2 separate regions of the Sus scrofa genome follow, and region 1 is linked to region 2. Evidence: chromatin contacts called from public promoter capture Hi-C data. All regions are on one chromosome and are shown on one strand. Each heading gives the region's core, a stretch centred on a gene start, on an enhancer-like site or on the middle of the called end of the contact. The rest is flanking DNA. Distances are from core to core; before and after follow the strand shown. Region 1 holds the start of UNC50 (protein unc-50 homolog). Region 2 holds the start of MGAT4A (mannosyl (alpha-1,3-)-glycoprotein beta-1,4-N-acetylglucosaminyltransferase, isozyme A).

Region 1 (3,746 bases), core at 483-2,982, 110 kb after region 2:
AAAAAGACATGGGGTGACTCTGTCCTCTGCTTTTCAAAGTTCTGAGGAAACAGGTTACTCTGGCATCTGCTTGGGACCTTCAGAACCAGGAAGAATACCACTTTCCGTCTTGTGAGATTTGTGAGGCTCCAGAAAGGCAGAAACAGTTTCAGAGATCCTCAAATTGTGACCTGTGACATGATGATAACAAAAGACTCTCGAAATGACAAGTCCGACCTGAAAGACTCAATTTATTCTTTAACTTTATTGCAAAAAAACTAACACTTACCACAGAGCCAGACACTTAATAGGACCAAGAAAGCAGGGTCATCTCTGGCCCACTGATCCTTTGTCTGCTTTCGGTAATGGAAGTTTCTGTAAACTCTCTGTGGGGACGTGAACAGGTAGAGCATTTGCCAGGCTGCAAACTCAAAGTCCATTTGCCGAAAACGAAAAAGCCTGCGCAGGTATTTGTAGCGTTTTGCTCCAGCTGTGTGCCTCGCTGCATCCCTGGAATTCAGTGCTCCATTCCCCTGGGATAGGGAATTCACTGAAGTACTTGGTAACATCTTCCTAGATGGAAGAGAAAAAACTCTTTTACAAGTTATCCGAAGGAATGGCTGGCTAGCACCCCTCTTCTGAATTATTTAGGTGGGAGATCACTTTACATTTGGGCTCGGATCCTTAAGAAGAGGGCTTAAAAGGGGATGCAGGTGGTTTTGAGGCCGGTTTGGGGGCTGGAGAACTGATTACACTTCAGGCAAGGGCTGCCCCACGCCCTTCTGAACTGTTACACGGTCCATCCATTCCCCACACTTCGCTTCCCTAGATCCTCAACCACGGTCCCAGCGAGCTACTGCTGAGAGCGACAACGGAGGCGCTGGAGGATGAAGTGACCCTCTTAAGAGCAGAGCTAGTGTTGGAAACAAACTTCCAACTCACGTACTCTGGCTCAAAATTCCACCCTTCAATTTTTGCTCTTAACCAACTAAGGCTTTTAGGGGAAAGCCTTTGCTTAAGCCAAACAGAAACCATGTTATGGACGAGGTAAAATAAATGCCCTATCAGACAGGTCCATCAGTGTATAACCAGCACGTAATTCATTCCCTAGAATGTGATGTCAAAACAAACCAAAACTCCAAAGTAAGTGGTTTAGGTGGGGAATGACAGCGTGGGAGTCCAGCCCCCACGCTCCGTGCCAGCAGCTCAGTGCCCAGTTTCACGCCCCAGGCCACCGGGACGCCAGCAGCGCCTTCCAGGCCCAGCTGCTTCCCGCTGACCCGGGCCGCGGATAGAACGGCCAGATTAAGCATAAAAACACTGGGCGCCCAGTTACATCTGGATTTCAAATACAGGAGTAATTTTTAGTATAAGCAGGTCCCAAACACTACGTGGCACATACGCATAGCAAAACATTACTGAATTATCTGAAATTCAACTGTAACTGGCCTCCTTGATTTTGCCTGGCAGTCCTACCACAGGCCGAGCAGCCGGACCTGGGCGCGGTCACTCTAGGGCCAGGTGACCCAGGGCAGTGAGACGGCAGAGGAAAAGGCCCGGGGCGAGCCCAAGACGTGCGCGGAACCGACGATCGGCAGGTCTCACCTAGAGCCCCGCGGCGACCTCCACCCGCTCCAAACTGACCCAGCACATCCGCGCAGCAGCCGAGCTCAGCAGCCGCTGGACCAACTTCCCTTTCAGCAACGTCGGCGACGCTGGAGGCGCACCACGTCACGTGACCCAGTTTCGCCGCGCGTGCGCAAGCGCGGCCTCTGGGTCTCGCCCTCCAAAGCGCGCTCGCCGGAAGTGGTTGCTGCCGGCTTCCGGTTCCGCCCTGTGCGGGGTCGCTGGCGTCTTACCGTGTCGGGCTCGGTTGCAGACTCGTGTGTGTCCCGGCCGCGGCGGGCGGGAGGCGCGGTCATGCCTCGGTATTACGAGGACAAGCCGGAGGGCGGCGCGTGCGCGGGCGTGAAGGAGGACCTGGGCGCGTGTCTGTTGCAGTCGGACTGCGTGCTCCAGGTAGCGCGGCCGGGGGCTCGGGGTGACCGAAGCCCGAAGCGGGAGGCGGGGCCGGCGAAGGGCCCCGCTCAGGCCGCTGGCGGTTAAAAGACGTGCCTCTGAGTTCTCCGACCTGGGTATTGAGCGCCGCAACAACTTAATGAATTTGGGCAAATCCGCTGTCTAAGCCTCACTTTCCAACGGTGTGAAATTGGAGATAAAGATACCTCCCTATTGGTTTTTGTAAAAGGGAAACCGTTTCAGTTGCGAAAATAGGCATTGAATGCTGCCACTCTGCTAGGTTTTGGAGGCATGAAGGAGAATAGACAGGTTTCCTATTCAACTGATAAGAATCAGTAAGTTAGAGCTTGGCACACTGTGTTGGCTAGTAGCTTCGTTTTTCTCTGTTCAGTTGTGGCTGAAAAGATACTATGTTTTGCCTTGTGTTGGTTAGAATTTGTTGTTGAGCTGGAGTTCCGTGCACTCCTGGGTAAGTTGTAAGCGCCTTTTCTCCACTTTGTATCTTAGAGCTCCCCCTACTGCTGGTTTTGTGCGGTAATGGAAGGTTATTCTCAGGTTTTTCCGTCACTACAGCCACAGCTCTTCTCAGGAGCCAATTTGAATGCAGTGGGTTTCAGAGCTGACGGGGGAGCTGGGTTCTGGCCTGAAAACCAATTAAAGCACAAAAACATTTTCCAATTAAAACAGCCTGGTGAGAGGGTAGTCAGTAATTATTTTTGCATTTGGAGATATGATTTCAGAAAGTTGCCCTCGGAGTTCCCATTGTGGCTCAGCGGGTAACAAACCCGACAAGTATCCTTGAGGCTCGGGTTCCATCCCTGGCCTTGCTCATTGGGTTAGGTATCCGGCGTTGCTCTGAGCTGTGGTGTTGGTCCCGGACTCGCCTCGGATCCTGTGTGGCTCTTGATTCGACTCCTACCCTGGGAACTTAAGTGTGCCACTCGTGGGGCCCTTAAAAAAAAAAAGAAGAAGAAAAAGGTTGCCCTTATTTCAAAGAAAAAAATAACTACCCCCAGAGGTTATATCAGGTGTTTCTACTGATTTCTGCTTTACGTTTGGTTCCCTGATTGGGGCGGTTGGCCAGACTGGCCTCCCGGTGTCTGGTAAAACTTCAGAGCAGATATGAATGTAAGAGATTATCTGTACAACTTGGTCATTCAGCTGAGGAGACTGAGGTGCCCTGTCCCCGGCTGTTTCCTTCCTGCTGCTTCATTGGTGCATGTATTCAGGCAGCTCCTAGTAAATACCTACTAAGTGGCAGCAATTATACCAGGCACAGGTGATGCAGAGATGAATTAGTTACAATCACTACCTGCATCGGCTTGGTCTGATGGGAAGAACAGATGTGTAAGGGGCTAACTTCCTGTGATAAGGGTAATGTAAGCAATTAGGAAATCTTGTTTAATGGGTAGGGGAGGAAAATGCCTTGGGCACCCAATGGAGAGCAACTTACTTGGAATTTGGAAACTTGTCACGGATGAGGTGATATTTGATCTGAGCCTTAAAGATTGAGTAGTGGTTTATTAAGTAAAGGAGTGGGGGCTGTGGAGGTTGTGGGGAGAATCTGAGAGAACAGCATTGCAGAAACAGGGAGGTGTGGGGGCGCTATGGGGAGCTGGCGCCATGCTGGCCTGTAGCCTGGGCAACGTGACCTGAGGCTTGAGTGGAAGGTCACCATGTGTGAAGGCTCTTGTGTGTCAGAGTGAGGAGCTCGGGCACAGAGCAGGACTGAGGAAGGAAACTCTGGA
Region 2 (3,762 bases), core at 1,082-3,581:
GTGAGACTGTCTTTGGAGTTCCATGTTTGCGGAGAGTAAGGGGAAGCAAGAAAGTAGGGGGAAGGCCGTGCTTCTAGAATATTCCACAGAGCTGCTGGCCAAGGAAAATTAACAGACTGCCTGGGTAAGAGTGGGGGGAGGGGGTGGCCTAGGCGAGGGTACAGGAAGTGAGAAATCCGTTTAAAGCTTTAAGCTGAAATTTGACATTTCCTGTGCATTTTGCAGTTTATTCTGTCATAGATCCATGTTCGTCGGAAAGTAGAAATTTTTTTTTTGAATTCATACTTAAACTGCTGGGCGAAGGTAGCACCCAGGGAAGGTTCTCTAGTGTAACCTGAGGCTTGGAGCATCCCTGGCCCTTGCTTCTCTTTGTGGGGCCCCCTGCAGGCGGCCTAGTTTAAGAGGCAAAGGATGGGAGATGGGCGCTTGGACTTTAGAGTCATGCAAATCAGGTTTCTGTCTCTGGGTTCATTCACTTCCTTGTGTGTAAAGCAGGGTGAGCAATGCCTGCTTCATGGGAGTTTGTGAAGCTTTAGAACCTGTGAGGGACACAGGAAACGCTCACTGAGTAGGAGTGTCTCTCATGACTATTATGAATCTTATGCCTTGGTGATCTTTTTTCACTAGTGGAGGTTTCTAGCAACGTTCACTTTTACAAACCAGCTGAGAGAGTAGTTTCTGAATTGCCTACAAATGGCCCCTTTAATCAGCCACACTCTTCACCAGTGGGAATTGTCCCTAGGCTTCCCAGCAGGCCATTTTGGAGGTGCATTAAGGCACCCCACCGAAGTGTCACTTAATGTATTGCCAAGTCCATCTCACAGTCCCCCTGAGGCCACCAGGAATCAATGCACATCTCAGAGTGCCTGACTCGCCCCGAGGGAATGAGAATAACTGGGAGTGGCTGTGTACAGAGCCTCCTGAACTGGTAGTGAGTGGCTGGATGCAGGGTTTTTTGGCTTGGTTTGTTTGGTTTGGTTTGTTAATACAGTTCACATTTATTGAGAACCTGTTATGTGCTGGGTGACTGTGTTTAAGTACTGCTAAGAACTTGGTTTCATTCCGTTTTCTGAACAGCTTTGCTGGCTGGGAGGTGATCTCCAGATTTCCTGAGTTAAATCAATGTTAAGTGATATATCCTGGCTTCTAGTGTTGCATTGTTGCATTTTCTAAATGCCTAAATAGTCCCAGTTTACACCCGGGGTGGTGGTGGTGGTAGGGTTAATCATTGGGAAAACTACATCTATTTTATGATGATGACCAATAGGCATCATAACTGTAACTTTTTTTTTTTTGCTTTTTAGGACCGCACCCACTGCATATGGAGGTTCCCAGGCTAGGGGTCGAATCGGAGATACAGCTGCCAGTGTACACCACAACCACAGCAATGCGGGATCTGAGCCTCATCTGTGACCTACATTCCAGCTCAGCAATGCCGGATCCTTAACCTACTGAGCAAGGCCAGGGATCGAGGCCCGTACCGTCATGGTTCTTAATTGGATTTGTTTCCTCTGCTCCACTACGGGAACTCCATAACCATAACCTTTTTATTCATTATGAGAACCAGAGGAGCCAGCACGGGTAATGATGTCATTCCGGGGGCGGGGGGGGTGAAACCACAAGGCTGAGATAAGTGACATGCCCGAAGTCACATAGGTAATGATGGAGCTGCGTCTAGGATCTAGGGCTTTTGACCCTTGAAAATTGTAGTCTGTCAGTTTTCTTGAACAATTTGAAAATATTAACTATTTACTTATTGTGCAGTAAAAGGATTGAGGAAAGTGAAGATGATGTCACAAGGGATCCACTGAGTGATCTTTATAGAGTTCTCAGCTTGGAATCTGTGGCTTATTATTTAATGAGCCTCAGCACTTCCCCCTTTGCATAAATAACGAGACCTTTATCTCCACAGATCAGACCAAGCCAAGGAGAGTGTATAGTTGGAAGCTTTTTGCTCTGGAGGAAAACAACCATATCATTCTCATATATTAAATGAGTCCGTTTCGCCCAGCCAAAAATCTGTTTATTACAGTGACTCATAAATAAAGAAACCAATATTTTGCATCAAGCAAGTTTTTCTTTCTCTCTTCCCCCTGAATAGGAAGAAAGAAGCCTGAGACATCCACCTATGAAGACTGTACGACAATCCTGACTAGTAATTGTGGATGGTGTGGCTGCCAGACTTAATTCTGCCCAGCATCTGAAATGAAGCTCTCCTATTGATGGTTTTGATTGGTCTAGAGCCAGGAGAGCTGGATTTAGTTGACTTCAAGATAAAAAGAAACAGTCTTGGTTATCATCATAAACATTTGAACCAGTGATGGTGAAATGAGATGAGGCTCCGAAATGGAACTGTAGCCACTGTTTTAGCATTTATCACTTCGTTCCTTACTTTATCTTGGTATACCACGTGGCAAAATGGGAAAGGTAAGGAAAATATCTCCAAAAATGTGCCTGGAATGTCCTAGGTTTTTTGCTTTGTCAAGTGTGCACCAGTGCTTAAGTTAAATGCCCCTGCAGTCTGCATGTTGCATGCTATCTGCTGGCAGCCTGCCAGTTTCTTTCTGACACAAAAATGAAACAGTATTCTTGGACAGAGGAGGCAGACTTTCTGATTTGAATGGGCTTTGTTTTGTTGTGGATTTTTTGTAATTGCACTCAGAGAAACATGCTCATCAGTGGTTTATATTATAAGCGGCAGCCAAGTTGAATAATAAAGACTTTTGTTTGGGCATTTTATTTCTTATTATTAAACATCATAAATGTTTAATAAGCTTCCTTGCACCGGATGTTGTACAAAACACTTAAAAGGACACAATCAGTGCCTTCAAGAAATTTACATGCTGATTATACTAATGATTAGGTGCTGTGTAGTTAATGATTTAAACCGCATGTGTTGACAGATTGCTCTTTAGGCAAAGGTATTTATGAAGTGGGTGAGATGGAATTTGGATTTGAAAAATTTTTTTAATTTAAATTAATTTTGTTTAGACTATTAAACTGTTTTTTTTAAAGGAATGTTATTTGTTTAGTGATTGGAACCACATTCAAGAACAATGCAGTTGGCTTTTTTGAAGAGAAAATATTTGCAGTAAATTCCTACCCTTCCTTTTTATGTCTCCTTTCCTTATGTTAATTTAAGGAACATTGTTGGCAGGAAGAATGGAGGTTTATATTTGGTATTTTAGAGTTCTTGTCACCTGGTTATTTGAAGGCGCTATTGCTGGCCTTATTTTATTGACTTGTATGAAGGTAACAAATGATGTATTTATAACAGTTTTTTTCTTTGTGTGTGTGTGTAATATAATCTGATATTGGTAGAAAAACATGCTCTGTGTTTTGAGCAAATACTGTATTCTTTTTCTCTTTTCTCTGAGTCGGGCTCTAATTTTGGAAGGAACTCTTTGGGGAAGAATGAATGAAAAACCTGTTAAAGACTTTCCTTCTTCGCAGACAAATATATACATCTTAGATTTTTTAATTGTTCCAAAAGGGGACAACTTATTTAAGAAGAATTTTGAGTAGTTAATCAAACTATTACTTGTCAGAGTTCCGTGGTAGTGCAATGAATTATGGATCTGGCACTGTCACTGCTGTGGTTCAGGTCGCTGCTGTGGCGCAGGTTCAATCCCTGGCCCAGCTGGGGAACTTCTGCATGCTGTGAGTGTGGCCAAACAACAAAAAATGGAGAACTATTACTTGTCCCTGACATGAACAGAACAGATGACTGGCCTTAAAAGTCTACTTAGGGTATGAGAGAAA

The links. Promoter capture Hi-C pulls out the DNA fragments that hold promoters and counts their contacts.
Region 1: a promoter capture Hi-C map of liver shows a contact between it and region 2, with 10 times the contacts expected there. The contact joins the promoter of UNC50 here to the promoter of MGAT4A in region 2. A contact is called at or near these places in 3 of 5 promoter capture datasets (fetal liver, fetal skeletal muscle and liver), 32 of 47 Hi-C or Micro-C datasets (adipose tissue, alveolar macrophages, blood and 16 more) and 2 of 2 datasets of contacts at active chromatin or transcription factors (alveolar macrophages and skeletal muscle).

The regions. Positions count from the first base shown.
Region 1 is chr3:55,675,263-55,679,008 of Sscrofa11.1, forward strand. UNC50 (protein unc-50 homolog) reads right to left here and starts at 1,733. Exons shown (of 7, transcript XM_013987864.2): 1 at 1,585-1,733; 2 at 269-552; 3 at 99-170. The coding sequence starts at 548. LOC100524554 (cytochrome c oxidase assembly factor 5) reads left to right here and starts at 1,780. Exons shown (of 3, transcript XM_005655200.3): 1 at 1,780-1,998. The coding sequence starts at 1,900.
Region 2 is chr3:55,562,602-55,566,363 of Sscrofa11.1, forward strand. It overlaps MGAT4A (mannosyl (alpha-1,3-)-glycoprotein beta-1,4-N-acetylglucosaminyltransferase, isozyme A), which reads left to right and starts at 2,332. Exons shown (of 15, transcript NM_001315622.1): 1 at 2,332-2,427. The coding sequence starts at 2,334.